Regions from separate parts of the Mus musculus genome. Here all the other regions are linked to region 1. A link is a contact called in public Hi-C and HiChIP or PLAC-seq data. All regions are on one chromosome and are shown on one strand. Each heading gives the region's core, a stretch centred on a gene start, on an enhancer-like site or on the middle of the called end of the contact. The rest is flanking DNA. Distances are from core to core; before and after follow the strand shown. Region 1 has its middle 250 kb from the start of 2810405F15Rik. Region 2 overlaps Gm13990 (a long non-coding RNA gene). Region 3 has its middle 110 kb from the start of Gm13990.

Region 1 (4,618 bases), core at 447-2,946:
AGATACTGGGGTTGACAGAAAAGAAAACAAGCTACATAAATATTTTTCAACATATTATATTAACCAAACAGCTGCTACAGGATTTCACAAGAAGTTAGCATATAATGTCTCCCCTTAGAATATACTGTGAGTGTATGCGATGTCAAAAATCAAAATCCCTGGGTTTTGCATAATGCATTAAGGTCCATATCTAGACAAGAAAGATTTTTCAAAGAAATGTCATACAATGAAAAACACAAACTTCCCTTGGTTAAAAAAAATAAAAATAATAGATGTAATAATCCAAAAATGTAGTGAGTTAGGAAAATGAGCAAAGTGTATTTATGGACCTCAGATTGAACCTCTTGAAATAAACACCAGGGTTTCTGAGTATTTCCTGTGTCTATTGGTTAATTATTTATAGGGAGTACTTGATCTCCATATTATTCTCCAAACAAGAGCCTACTAGGACCTAAAGTAATTGTCCAAAATTATTGAGAGTATACGGCTCATCAAAGGAAAAGGAATTAACAGCCACAAGGATGCTCTGCCGAAGCCCACTTCCCCTGCACCTAGGTAGAGTCAGTTGACTCTGGAAATCTGAGGTACTGATGGTACAGGTGGCTTGGAGAGATGTTGCTGCTAGTGAGGCCGGAGGCTGCACACGGACACTCATTACGTTTGTGTTTAGTGGACTCTGTGGATGTGCACATTCTCTTGTGGGTCTGTGTGCTTCTTTGATGCTTTAATTTTCTCTCTTGGTATAAGTGACATTTTCTTATGTTTCTTATAGATTAGGATAAGATTTTTCCTTTTTCCAGGAAAAAAGAAGCGAAGGTCGGGAGGGAATGAATGTCTTGACTTATTACTTCCAGTCCTATTTATTGACTTGGTTTATGGGCAGTTGGGTGGTTTTCCACCTAGTCTCCAACAAATTTTTAAATATTTTATTCCAAGCTTGGGACAGTCTTCTCAAAACACTGCAGCTGATCCTACCATGTTGCTTTTTAGCCCATAATAAAAGAAGTGACAGATCTTTAGCTGCAGCGGCGCGAGTGGGCACACTGTTAATGACTCAAGCGCCTCACTACACCTTATTCATATTAAAGGGCAACATATTGCATATTAATAGACAATTTAAAATAATTACAGGCTTTAATCTTTTCTAAAGAACAGTTTCTTGTCTCCTGAAAGTTTTGTACTTCTCATATAGAAAAGAAAGCGAGTGCTTTTCCAGAGAAACAATGTATAATAATATGTCAGTAAAGATTGAGCAATTTTGCGTAGTGATGGGTGAAAAGGACATTATGTTCTTTTTTCTTGTCATGGTCGGTATTTTTCTGTCAGTCGGCAAAGGCTGCACTCAGCAAGAAGAAGCTAAAGACGGGCGTTGAGAGACGTGAGGGTGACAGCCACCCTGACAGGTCAGAAGATGACTGCAGAATTAGCCTTACTTTAATTCGCACTAAAATTCACAGCTCCTGACGAGGAAATGGGAAAAAGAAATTTCCTTACACATTTTCTTTTCATTTCATGTGCAGATTATACATATTCTGCTTCCATTAACAAGGAGGAGATTGTACTTTATGCGGCTCTATATTTAAGGGCAGAAGACCAAGAAGATGACAAGAGTGACCTCTCTCTTGTCTTATGATCACTGCCAGTTTGACATGACACTAATTAGACCGCCTTAATCTAAACCCAGTTAGTTCTGCATGCTTGCCACAGAACCATTGTAAGCCCTAATGTAAATTGCCTTAGGCCTTTGTCTTCCTAAACCCTGCCTCTCTCCCCCACCCGCAGCCCCCATTTTTGCACACTCACATGTATACATATGAAAAACCAGATCTTTAATAATCCGTCCCCGTTAATCTTAACAAATAAGCCCCTGAATGTCCTCCTAACATCCCTTCTCTGTAAATGTCACCAATTTCCAGCAGGTAATGCTGTCTGGTGTGGCTTGCTGGACATGGTTGGATGTTTCCTTTCATTTTGAAAGCCCTGAAGAGAAATAAAGATGGAAAAGGCCAAGGGGGACTTTTTTTTTTTTTTAGTACATCGTGATGCTAGAGCTGTGAAATATGTTTAAGTGTGAATTGAATGTGTTTCTCCTCTTAAAAAACAGAATAAAAAAGACACCTTTCTGTCCAGCTGATTAAAAAGAGAGTCAATTAATTCTGAAAGAGGCAGTACAGAATCAGGAGGGGCATGGAACAGCCAGCCAACATTCTCTTAGAGACCCTAGGGAAGTCACCCCATCTAGTGTATATAAGGAGACAACACACTAAAATGTCCTTGAGAAACATGTCTATATAATCTCCCATGAACCATTACAGTGAATTCAGCCACATTGTTAGTTATCATCTGATGTGCTATGTGTAAGTACATTCAGCGGGAGTTGGGGGATACCAGGTGTCTCCCCAAGACAGGAAGCTATAGATACGTAGCATTTCTATATTCAAGAGCGCTTTCTGGTATTAGCCAGATCAAGTGTGTTTCCCATGATCAGCAAATCTCAATGTGTGCAGCAACTGCTCCACATGACCTGCTTACTCCCCAAAAGGAGTCTGCGTTTGGAGTCGAGCTGTTGGAGTAGTATCTCCAACCCTCTTTCCACTGTGTAAAATGTAAGTGACTATTGAAGATAGAGAGGGGAAATAGGCACCTTCCTCTTACCTTCTGGGATGCTTTGCATCGGTGACATCGCCCTGACTGTAGGCTCATTCATGTGGCAGAAGGGTAAAAAATGCCACCCATGGTGTTGATAACCTGCACAGGCTTCCAAACCTTCTTTGTAACAATCTCACAGGAACTTGATAATGTCTACCAAGGACAGAGTGAATGCTGGAGACTGAGCTTGGGCTATGAAATCATCATCTCCTGTTATCCTGGACACAACACTGAAGCAAACATGCAGGCTGTTTCCCCACTTCACAGAGAATGAAACTGAGGTGAGAGAGGATGAGTAGCTTGCCTAAGATCAGATACTTCAACACACAAAGTGTGAGAAGCAGATGCCATGGTCAGGTTGCAAAGCTACTTTCTGTGTTAGCAAGAGGATATGGCGAAAGAGGACCAGTGTCCTAAAATTGGGAGTGAGAGGGCATGTGAATAGCTGGCAGAGGGCAGGCCTGATTGGAGATGAAATAAAAAGAATCTGCTAGTAAGTTGTGTCTGCAGCCTGCAACAACCACTCCCCCCAGGATCAGGTCATAATGTCAAGGGGGAACAGTGCTCTTTCTACCTTGCATCTCTATGGGAAGCCATGATGAAGGAGGTGTGATGGTGCAGTTTTCATTCCACGTGCTCATCTTAGGTCAGAACACAAGCTTACCTCTTTTGGTTGTACTTGTGTGGCTGTGAACCAACAAGCCACAGCTTCAGGTGAGTGTCAAGCAGTGACACTTCCCTTGCTCCTGCTTTAAACACAGATTTTCTCTGCTGAGTGACTGCCAAGTCACTGCTAATGAATATGAGAAGCCTGTAATTTAGTAGAAAACAATGTTGTCCACACCTTGTCCCTACATCATTTCAGTTGTGTGTGTGTGTGTGTGTGTGTGTGTGTGTGTGTGCATTCATTTTTTTTAAATCAAGCATAAGTGGTAGATAATGTTGCCCTGAATGTCCCCTAGGCCTGTCCCACCGAGGCTTGTTTGGCTTGCCAAGTTTAAATATTTTCCGAACTGATCCCAGAACTGAGAAGCCTCCATCACAGCACAGCATTAAACATGATGGATGTGATACATATTTAATACAATAAAATGGCCATTTATATGCCCATACTAGACACAAGGGAAATCCTCACAGGAAAGATTGCTAAAATCAAAAGGGGCCTATTCTCTAATCGATGTAAGGGGATTTAAGCGGATAACTCCCATTAATGCTAATGGGAGTTATGAGCTTATATCCTCCGTGCACCATTGGCAAGATACACTCAGTGCCACTCGGAAGGAGGCTGTCACACTGATGAGATTCCATGGGAGACTTCCAGGGAAGGAAAGCTGGGGGAAGAGCCGAAAGGGCAGGAACGTTGTAACCAAGGTTTGCTTCTGGAAAAACACCTTTCCCTCTCCACTCAGGCATGCTAACGGGGACTGGCTAGGAGAAAACTTGAAGGGCCATGGGCATAGTAGAGTTTGTTTGCAATATCAACCATCTTAAACTCTTATCTCACACAGGTACATTTGGGCAAGATAATGATACTGGAAACAATGACATCAAGAAACAGTTCATATGGCAAAGAACCAGCAAAAGAAGAGGCCAACGAATCTGTTAGTTTGTTTTGTTTTGTTTGTTTTGTTTTGTTTTACACTTGAGACAAAGTGTCTCCTGCCCCCAATTTTCAGGAAAAGAGAGATAGTGCCTCTAGTATGAATGAGTTAAGAGGCTCTGTCTCTCAAACTACTGTTAGTCATTTTTAGTTGGTGTGCTATAACTGGTTTGGACAATGGCATTCTCTTGTCTAGATTTGCACAGCCGAAGTAAACAGAAGAGAGTGGTTCCCAACAGATAGAGCTACATTCCCCTTGGATGGGTATATTTTGCAACCACTGACACATCTGTTTGCTAGAAATACAGTACCATAAATTAACACTTTCAGGTAGCACACACTCAGTTACTTACACATGATGACTCATGG
Region 2 (4,618 bases), core at 1,113-3,612, 490 kb before region 1:
CTTTCAGAGAAAAATGGTGTACCTATAGCCAGATAGGGGATATTCGATTTTATTATGGTAATGTCTCAGCCCCAGAAGGAAAGAGTCACAGAAACATACTGGTGTGTGCTATTTAATAGATGTAAAAGACTGCACATGTACAATGCATAACCTACCTATGCAAACATAGGCTCAGCTATATGCGGATCTATCCATCGCCTTGAAATTCTTTGAAAGGAATTTTAAAGACTTTATTGTCTAAAAATGAATATTTATAATGCTATAAAGATAGAGGTTACTTACCATGTAGGTTAGGCAATGAAGTTTTGGAAAAAAAAAAAAGAAATGAAAAGACATATTTAGAAAAAATTCTAAGTGGGTTTTGGATAGATTTTTATCGAGATATGTGCCCCATCACCTGCCCTGATAGAACTCCTTTTAGAATGTCATATCCATAAGTTCATTCATCATGTATATTTGTGTATGTATGTGCACATGTGTGTGCGTGCATGCACACATGTGTGCATGCCAGCACAAATGCATGTACTTAAAACCTATGGAACTACTGTTTCATGTGATTTTTCCTTAATGTTAATTAAGGCATTTATCTATTTTTTATTCATTTTTTCTGAATTCCCAGAAAAATCTAAAATATGTCTTTTAAGATCAAGTGAAAATGTTTTTATATTTTGAAACAGAAACATCAAAATTCATTAAGAACAAAGCTCTGGCATATTAATCTGTCTGCCAGTTCTCAGCCCAGTGTGATTTCATCTGCTTCTAAGTCTCAAAAGTGGGTATAAAAATAGACATACTGTCATGATTTCAGTAGTTTTAGCAGATTTGTCTTTTATTAAAAACACGAACCTTGATTATCCTGAGCTGTTTGCAGTCTGCATAGCATGGTTAGTAACTGAGGAGCACTGTATACAATGAACTTCCCATGTCCACCTTAAACTTGTATGAAGAAGCGTTATCACTCTCAAGGATTGATGTACATACATACTTGAATGGTACATTTGCCTTGAGGGTAAAACAAGGACAAAATGTCCCGAGACATGCTAAATATGTAGTTGCTTAATTGCAAAGCCAAAATAGATTACACACAGCCCCACAGAATGTAAGACATCTGCTTTGTTTGAAGCAAAAAGAAAGACATAGGGGGTTTGGGGGGCATGGGGGGTGTGGTGTGGGGAGTGTGGTGTAGGGGATGGGGGTGGGGGTGGGGGTGGGGCTGGGCATTTAGTTGTGACCTGCTCCAGCACTGAGCAACTTAGTAGTTAACTAGGAGTTTAATTGTGTCCCAGAAAGACCACTGCCTAGAGTCTGGCTTAGAGGCTGATGAGGACACAGGCCAAAGCTGAAATGTCACACCAGAGAGATCAGTCGAGGCAGGCAGTGGCGTGGACACTCATAACTGGGGCAGAGAGATCACAGGGTCAACTGTTTCTCGTCTAGCAATCACAAGCCTGTGCACAGGAAATTCGGAATGGAGAAGAAAAAGAAAGTAGACCTAAAAGTTAAAAACATCCAGCACCAAATTTTATAGAATCACCCTTCACTCAGAGTTTGTCATTCTGTTATTAACTTCAGATACCCTTAAATACTGACTTATAAAAACAAATCATATAGCAAACCTTTGGTCATTTCTCATGGTGTCAGAAGAATAAATTCACCTGTAAAATTTCCATTTACGGGCATCGGTGATTCAGTTTCACGTTGACTTGCTCTAGAGCCGTAATAACATTGCTCTTTGGTTGTTTGATTGTAGTTTTGGCTAGTGTTACACATGTTTAGTCTCAAACAGAGGGGTTTATTTGTTTAAAGCTGCCTTCTCTCTGTGTGAGTTTACTTGTTTGCTCACTGGCCCAAGTGAGCACCCCTCTCTGGGGATTCCTGTCCCACGAGTGTGTAACAGAGTCCAGATGCAGCGTGAGAGTGTGCTGTTTGACAAACAAAACCAAACCCTGGAACTGCCTGTGAGTTGTTGATAAATCTTTCCATCGGAATTACACTTGTCTAAGTAGCAAAGATGCAACATTCGCTTCCCATTCGGTATTTGAACGTGCAGAAGGCAGGTTTAATTGCTCCCCACAGGCAGGAATTTGGCAGAGGGAAAGCAGATTATTTTAATCGTTCTGTCTAGCTATATTTTAAAGCGACCCCAGCTACAGTGCCTGCACATTTGTGTTGGCATTAATAGAACAAAAATGTGTATTGGACTTGAAAGGTGTTTTGATAGTAAGTAAACATATTTATTTTCCACCTGATTCTCCTCCGTGGCTGTACTTGCTCTGCCAAAAAGGCAGCTGAGGGGGCGGGGCCAGCAGCAGGGCCCATTAGGAACCAAAGCTTCATTTTCAGGTTTTGAGTGCAGGGTCAGTTTAACTAAGCACCACCCACGGCATCCAATAACAGAGGTTTTGGTTTGTAAGCCGCAGAACAGCTGCTAGTGAGCTAACAAACCAGAGGCCTTCCTTTAACATTTCATTTCCTCTTTGGAAAAAAAAAGTGATTCATTTTATATGCTCATCATTACACACACACACACACACAGACACACACACACACACACACACACACACACACAATTTAATTGATTCTCTGTATAGGCAAAACGTGTTAAGAAGGTGTAGTACAAGATGTCCTGAACACCAGCGTATGGCAGTTCATGTTTATTTATAAACGAAGTCAAGAACAGTTGAATAGAAAAACTTTTGAATCCTCTCGGTGTACCACTTCTGATCCCTCCTATAAACTGGGGGAAGCCGTCTGTCTCTCACTTAGCTTGAGACACTGTTTAAGCCTACTTGGGATATCCTTCCCTTGGACACTGACTGTTTTTTGGTTTGTTCTTTTCCTCCCAGCAGATAGACATTGTTCCCAGATAGTATGCTGGAGACACAGCTCTTTCTCAGGTTTGCCTTGCCTTAAAATTAAATGGGATGTCCCAGTGGGCAGACTGTGAGAAAATGGAGATCCCTCTCTGTGTTTCTTCTTACAGGCTAAGGAGACATCTCCATTTCCAGCATTCCCCCCAGTGAGCACATCTGCTTTAGCCAGTGTTGTCCTCAGCTAGGTCAATTGGCTTGGGGGTGGGTGGGGGTAGTGGGGGTTGTGGGGGTGGGGTAAATGACCTGGCTGAGGTCATTCCTTTCCCAAAGTGATACAACATTCATTAGTTTGCACAAGTGTTGAAACTGCTTAGTGGTTCAGGACCTCAAGAAACAAAGTTTGCTGCCTTCTCAAGAAATGAATCATGTATCCAAATAGAGATACTAGAGCCTGTTGTGTGAGCAGGGGTGGGGAGCAGAGTAAGCCAGCTGCCAGGCCAGGTGAGAAAGCAGACTCTTAGGGAGGGAAGGAGAGGGAGAGAGGGAGAGAGGGAGAGAGGGAGAGAGGGAGAGAGAGAGGATTTTCTATCAATTTAAAGAACTCCCCCCAATTATTTCTCAGTAAAGAATATTTCCCTAATGTTGAACAGGGTACCCTCTATTACCACGTTTATCATAGCAAAGTGTGAGACTGCGTGAGTGGTGGGTGTTTTGTTGTGACATCTGAACTATTTGTAAATATTGTTCACAGCTTTCTTAGCATATTTTAGCGAGGCAACATTTCAGCAAAGTATAATTTATTGCACATGATATAGATGGTGAGCTTCCCAACCCATTTATTCTCAGTGTCTCCACAAAAGCAAACTGACACTAGGCCACTCAGTGCAATGGGGTTCAACTAAGGCTCCAGAGCCTTGTCACTGACCCTCTGCCTGGAGAGACAGTCAGCCAGGCCAAGAGACTGCCTTTACTTGAGGTCAGAGCTGCAACTCTATAAGTTGGGCAGAGGAAAAAGCATGTTTTTTCCTCTGTTAGTGTGCTATGAATGCACATATATATAAATGTATGCATGTACTTATGTATGTATGTATTTATGTATACATGGATGTAAATATGCATTTTTGTGCAGAAAATGTTTCTTTTGTTGTCACAAATGCAAAAACACTTTGCATGGTATGGCATTTTCTTTTTTTTATGTATATATAAAATATATATACATACAGTATACATTTTCATATATAAAATATGTATCCTATATAAATGTGATATGTATGCACATATATGTGAAATAAAATGTGTTATATATATTTCTAAATGCAATAAAATATATACATATATGTATAAATCATGCAAACATATATGTGTATATATGCACATATATGTATATATTATATACACATTTATACACATATGTGTACACACATACACACATATCATATATATACATGCATATATATATATATATATATATATACACACACATATACACACACACACACACACACACATATATATATATATATATATATATATATATATATATATATAATCTTTATATCTCACTTTTGTCTCCCCCTACGGGCTAATTTGGCTTTGTATTAGTCTTTAAATTTTTCCCCATAGAAAAGGTCTAGGAAGAAGTAACAAGATACTTTCTTTTCTTCTCTCTTTCTTACCAGCTTTTAAATGATAATTAAAACACATTGTAGTTTGATTAGTCCTTCCCCCACCTCCAAGGTGTCATGTTTTTGGAAGGAAATAAAAAAGACCGGGACAGATAAATCTGAAAAATTGTTCTGTTCAGA
Region 3 (4,618 bases), core at 1,751-4,250, 450 kb before region 1:
AATAACAGTAACAATGGCCTCCAAGACCTGCGACTTGTCATTGCCTAAACATCTCATGTAGTTTTCTCTTGCTGCTTCTCATGACTCTGAGTGCCACATGTGTTCCTGTCAGGCTTTGTAAAGTCACTGAAAGCCAGCAGAACCTTGGGACTTTCTTTGTTCTGTCTTACAGTGCTAATGTCATTTGAAAAGTCACTGCATCCTTGTGTCTGAAGTTTCACATAAAGACCTTGCTTGGAAGCCATATGCAGACCATATGGGGGAAAACTAAGCAAGCCTAAGGCCAGCTCTTAAACTCTGTCTCTGAATGGCCATTGGGTGTATTTGATTGGACAACTTAGAGAAGATGGTGTCCCAGGGGTGGGGGATCACTTAGAGACTGGCTCTGAGTGATCATAGACAACCCCAGGATTGAAACAGGAGCTTGGCACATAGCAGGTATTTAGTAAGATTTTGCAGTGACTAAAATGAGAGACAATGAGCAGTGATCTCTGAGACTAACCTGGAGACTGCTCTATGGCTCACCATATCTGTAAACCTGCAGTGACCTCAGAGACTAACTGCGGAAGCTAGAGACTGCTCTATGGCTCACCATATCTGTAAACCTGCAGTGACCTCAGAGACTAACTGCGGAAGCTAGAGACTGCTCTATGGCTCACCATATTTGTAAACTTGTCAGTTAAGACACGAGGTTTAATCATAGTTAACCATATACTAAAATAGTGGAAAACTGCTTCCCAAAAATTCTAGACAGGCTTGTTGGTATAATCAATATGAGAGTATGAATTGTAAATTTACATGAAGTATGTTACTGTATACTGTTCTTTAAGAAATGGCTAGCTGGAGAGAAAATACCCAAGGAGCTAAAGGGATCTGCAACCCTATAGGTGGAACAACATTATGAATTAACCAGTACCCCGGAGCTCTTGACTCTAGCTGCATATGTATCAAAAGATGGCCTAGTCGGCCATCACTGGAAAGAGAGGCCCATTGGACTTGCAAACTTTATATGCCCCAGTACAGGGGAACGCCAGGGCCAAAAAGTGGGAGTGGGTGGGTAGGGGGGTAGGGAGGAGGGTATGGGGGACTTTTGAGATAGCATTGGAAATGTAAATGAGGAAAATACCTAATTAAAAAAAAAAAAGAAATGGCTAGCTGGGCTGGAGAGATGGCTCAGCCATTAAAGGCTAGGCTCACAACCAAAAGTATAAGGAATGGCTAGCTATGCATTGATACTTTCAAGTATTAAGAAGTATCCATGGTATTATAGCACAACAGAGAAATTATTAATGATTAAATGTATCTGAACGAATCCATGTAAAATTTTTATAAAGTACACTGATGATATAATTTTACTAAAACAAGTAAGGAAGGCTACGGGGCCTGTCTAAAACCTGACAGTGATTTTACAATTCCTCAAGCATGTGATTTTTCTTTTTTTTTCTTTTTTGGCAAGTTTCTTATTTGATCGGGAGGTGGGCTTACTGATTTCCCAGGTCTCTGATTGAGCGACACAGACTCAGGTGACTAGAGAGCACTGCAGATTCTCAGTGCTTGCACCCATACCCATGTGTTTCTATATTCCTCAGTCCTATCTTGCCCCTGGGTAAATACGAGCTATCTGCTTACATGGCTCCTAAGAGCTCTTGACTGGGGTCAGAAGACAAGGGATACTAGCCAAGTATAAACTTAGTTATTGAGTTTCATATAGTCAGTTTCTTTGCAGAATCGGTTTGTAAAGCACACCAGAAGCCTCTAAGAGAGTGGAATACCTTTCCACCTGTGTTCTTCCATCCTTCCATTGCTATGGTTGGGAGGCTCTTACAGATAAGAAGTGGCATTTGGCACTGGGCACTTCAGCTTTCAGTCAGGAGATGGGCACTGACCTCTTGGACACACACAGAGTTCACTGATGGTCACAGCTCATAGCAATTTTATTCACCCGTCAGCACCTGAGGGCTTGAGAAGGGATAACTAACAGATGTTAAAATCCTGTGTTCTGCCAAAGGCGGGGCCATAAATTCCTTTGTGGACAAACTGACATTCCAACAGTGGAAGAGGGCTTTGTGGTGGTACCAGTGAGCCAGCTGCTGCTTTTTTCCTCATCTCTTCCATAGAACCCTGTTTATAAAGCTTGATCTCAGCCACCAATAATTCAAATTTTGGAATTATCCCCCTTCAATTGCCTGAGAGGTATTTCTGTTAGAGGGGAAGATGGAACTTGTAACAGGGACGGTTTTTTTTTTTTTTTTTAGAAAAGCACAACTGATCTTAAAGACAATCATAGCTCCCAAAACTCATGTAATAACTTAAATATCTGAAGGGAGTTCTGCAGCCATGGCTCAATGGTTAAGAACATTACTGCTCTCGCAGAGGACCTGAGTTCAATTTCCAGCATCCTGTCTGGTGACTAACACAGGGCCTCTGACTCCCTCTTGTGGTTTTGTGGGTACTACATGCATGTAACCAAACCATAGTGAAAAATAAAATTTAATCTTAAAACACACACAACAAACAAACAAACAAACAAAAACAAAACAAAACAAAAACCCCTAACCTAGTAATGAAGGCTCTCCTCTTTGACTACTGCCACTACCGTTCATAAAGGATGCCCGGATGTCACATATGTGGCTGCCTCTTCCTTAGTATGTTTGCTTCCTGAGCCTTCTCCCTCCACAGCAATTTGAATTGTTTAGCTTTCTCCTGAAAGGGGTTAAAAGTCAAACGAACAGTGCTGTTCCAGTGAGAGAGAACAAAACCCCGAACGAAACCATCCCATCTCACTTAAAGTTCTGTCTGAGGGGTCTCCATCTAGGATTCGCTTATGCTACCCCGAGGCCTGTGGTCTTATTTAGTATCAGCCGGTAATAAAGAGCCCTTCAGCTAAACATGGTCGTATCCCTCTATTAAGTGCCGCTCTTGAAGTAGTCATCGAGGAAAGGGGAGTTGGAACCCTTCAATGTCAAGGCGTTTAGAGGCACTCCAGCGTCAATCAAGATGCACGGCGCTAAGTGCCTGCTTTCATTTACATGAAATATTCATACGGCATTCCGTTCTGCTTTTCTCTCTCCTAATCATTACTTTTCGGAAGAGGCTACAATCATCTCAGTTAGGGGAGGGTGTTATGGGATGGGCCGTACCTTTCAAAGTCAGGCTTCCTGCAGATAGCTAGTTCTGTAATGAGGCAGCAGACTGCATGGACCGCTAAAGGTCTCCCTCTCAGAGGCTGGCCTTGTTATCTTGGACTATTCATCTTCAAGTATACAGCTTAGTGCAAATGAAAGTAATTAATTAACCATAACAAACCTGTCAAAAAGCCATTTAGGATTTTGATAGGGGGGGAAAAAGTTAACATTTGTTTTAAGCAGAAAACAAAAATCGTGTACCTCAGCAACCTCCAAAGCAGTTGTGTTTGCATGAGCTTCACCGTCGATGCTGTCCTTTAATTACAGAAGTAGCGTTTAAGTTAATTCCCAGTTCTTTTGACGTAAATCGTAGTGTGATACTTTATAGAGTTGATACAAGTTTGAAAGCATACCAGGATGAGAAATTGTGTCCTATATAAATCGTATCATCTCCCCTGCCCCTTTCTTGTTCCCCTCAACCCCATTTCCTTTGTTATTTCTTCTCTCCTTCCAAAACAGTGATTTAGTTCTGTACTAGGTTGTTTTCCCCTGAAACATTCAACCAGACCCAGAAATGGCATTTTCATGATTCAGCTCTTTGGAGTGGAGCCCCCAGGACCTGATTGTTCATTTTAGTTTTAAGGCATGTTGCATTTGCTTTTGACATGCATAGGAAATGGTTAATCATTTGTGTAGAAATTCTGGGCCATGGTTCCAGATATTCATGCGTCTTTTCAAAGCTTTTCTTGCGCTTTATTTATTTCTCTTTCACGATGCAGATTTGAGTGTGACAAGAGGGGATGGAAGAGTTGGTCTTTGCTTGTGGGAATATTCTTCGCAAATGAATTTTAACATTAAATGAGAAATGTCAGGGTAATCATTAACGTCTAATGAAAGGGAGAGTAAATGTGCAGTGTTTTTGCTTAGAGTGCTGCATTTTTAACAGACGGCAGCTCATAATCGGTGCACACCGGAGAGGCGCTCATTTTTAAAGTTAGAAATGTTAATGGGCCTGAAACAGTTGTTTTTCATGTCCATTTAGCCCCTCAGCCTATATAAGCTGAACTAGCAGCCCGAGTGGCCAGAGACGTGCGATTGCTTCTCACTTAGGTAGTTTTCTGCTTAAGAACACAATACCAAAATCATAGCTGATCACCCAAATTAAAAATAAACAACCAGATGGTAAAGCCCTGAAAGCATTTTCAAATCTTCTTTCCCTCTTTTTGCATTTTAAACCACATTTAAAGCATGTTTGATTACTTTTTGGTGCACTTAGAACTGGAGTCATCTTTTAAAGCTATAACCTTCTCTAAATAAGACAAAATATCATAAAGATCATGTTTTAAGAGGAAAATAATATCTAATTCAAATGACTTGTAATCCCCTGGCTTGCTGTGGGTAAAAATGAAGAAACTGGAATCACTTCAGGTCTATGGTCTTTAGTTACTGAAATAAAGGAACAACTACACTTAGTTACCCTCCCCGTCCCCCCT

Evidence for each region. A called contact is a pair of places that touch in the nucleus more often than the background predicts. HiChIP or PLAC-seq counts read pairs in DNA pulled down with a chosen protein or histone mark.
Region 2: a Hi-C map of ganglionic eminence shows a contact between it and region 1, with 2.8 times the contacts expected there. The contact joins two enhancer-like sites. A contact is called at or near these places in 1 of 484 Hi-C or Micro-C datasets (ganglionic eminence) and 4 of 115 datasets of contacts at active chromatin or transcription factors (embryonic basal ganglia, embryonic forebrain, forebrain and 1 more).
Region 3: a contact with region 1 is called in an H3K4me3 HiChIP or PLAC-seq map of embryonic basal ganglia, with 3 times the contacts expected there. The contact joins two enhancer-like sites. A contact is called at or near these places in 1 of 484 Hi-C or Micro-C datasets (embryonic stem cells), 1 of 115 datasets of contacts at active chromatin or transcription factors (embryonic basal ganglia) and 1 of 9 other capture datasets (embryonic trunk).

What each region holds. Positions count from the first base shown.
Region 1 is chr2:116,319,324-116,323,941 of GRCm38.p6, reverse strand. No RefSeq gene overlaps it. Among named protein-coding and RNA genes, the nearest start is that of 2810405F15Rik, 250 kb to the right of the region's middle. Within about 2 kb of position 1,696, at least 8 of the 459 cell types and tissues checked have an H3K27ac peak or open chromatin away from gene starts, as enhancers often do. A contact at or near this core is called in embryonic basal ganglia and ganglionic eminence, where this site is marked.
Region 2 is chr2:116,810,960-116,815,577 of GRCm38.p6, reverse strand. All of the region lies in intron 3 of Gm13990 (a long non-coding RNA gene), which reads left to right. Among named protein-coding and RNA genes, the nearest start is that of Gm13990, 65 kb to the left of the region's middle. Within about 2 kb of position 2,362, at least 15 of the 459 cell types and tissues checked have an H3K27ac peak or open chromatin away from gene starts, as enhancers often do. A contact at or near this core is called in ganglionic eminence, where this site is marked.
Region 3 is chr2:116,767,198-116,771,815 of GRCm38.p6, reverse strand. No RefSeq gene overlaps it. Among named protein-coding and RNA genes, the nearest start is that of Gm13990, 110 kb to the left of the region's middle. Within about 2 kb of position 3,000, at least 10 of the 459 cell types and tissues checked have an H3K27ac peak or open chromatin away from gene starts, as enhancers often do. A contact at or near this core is called in embryonic basal ganglia, where this site is marked.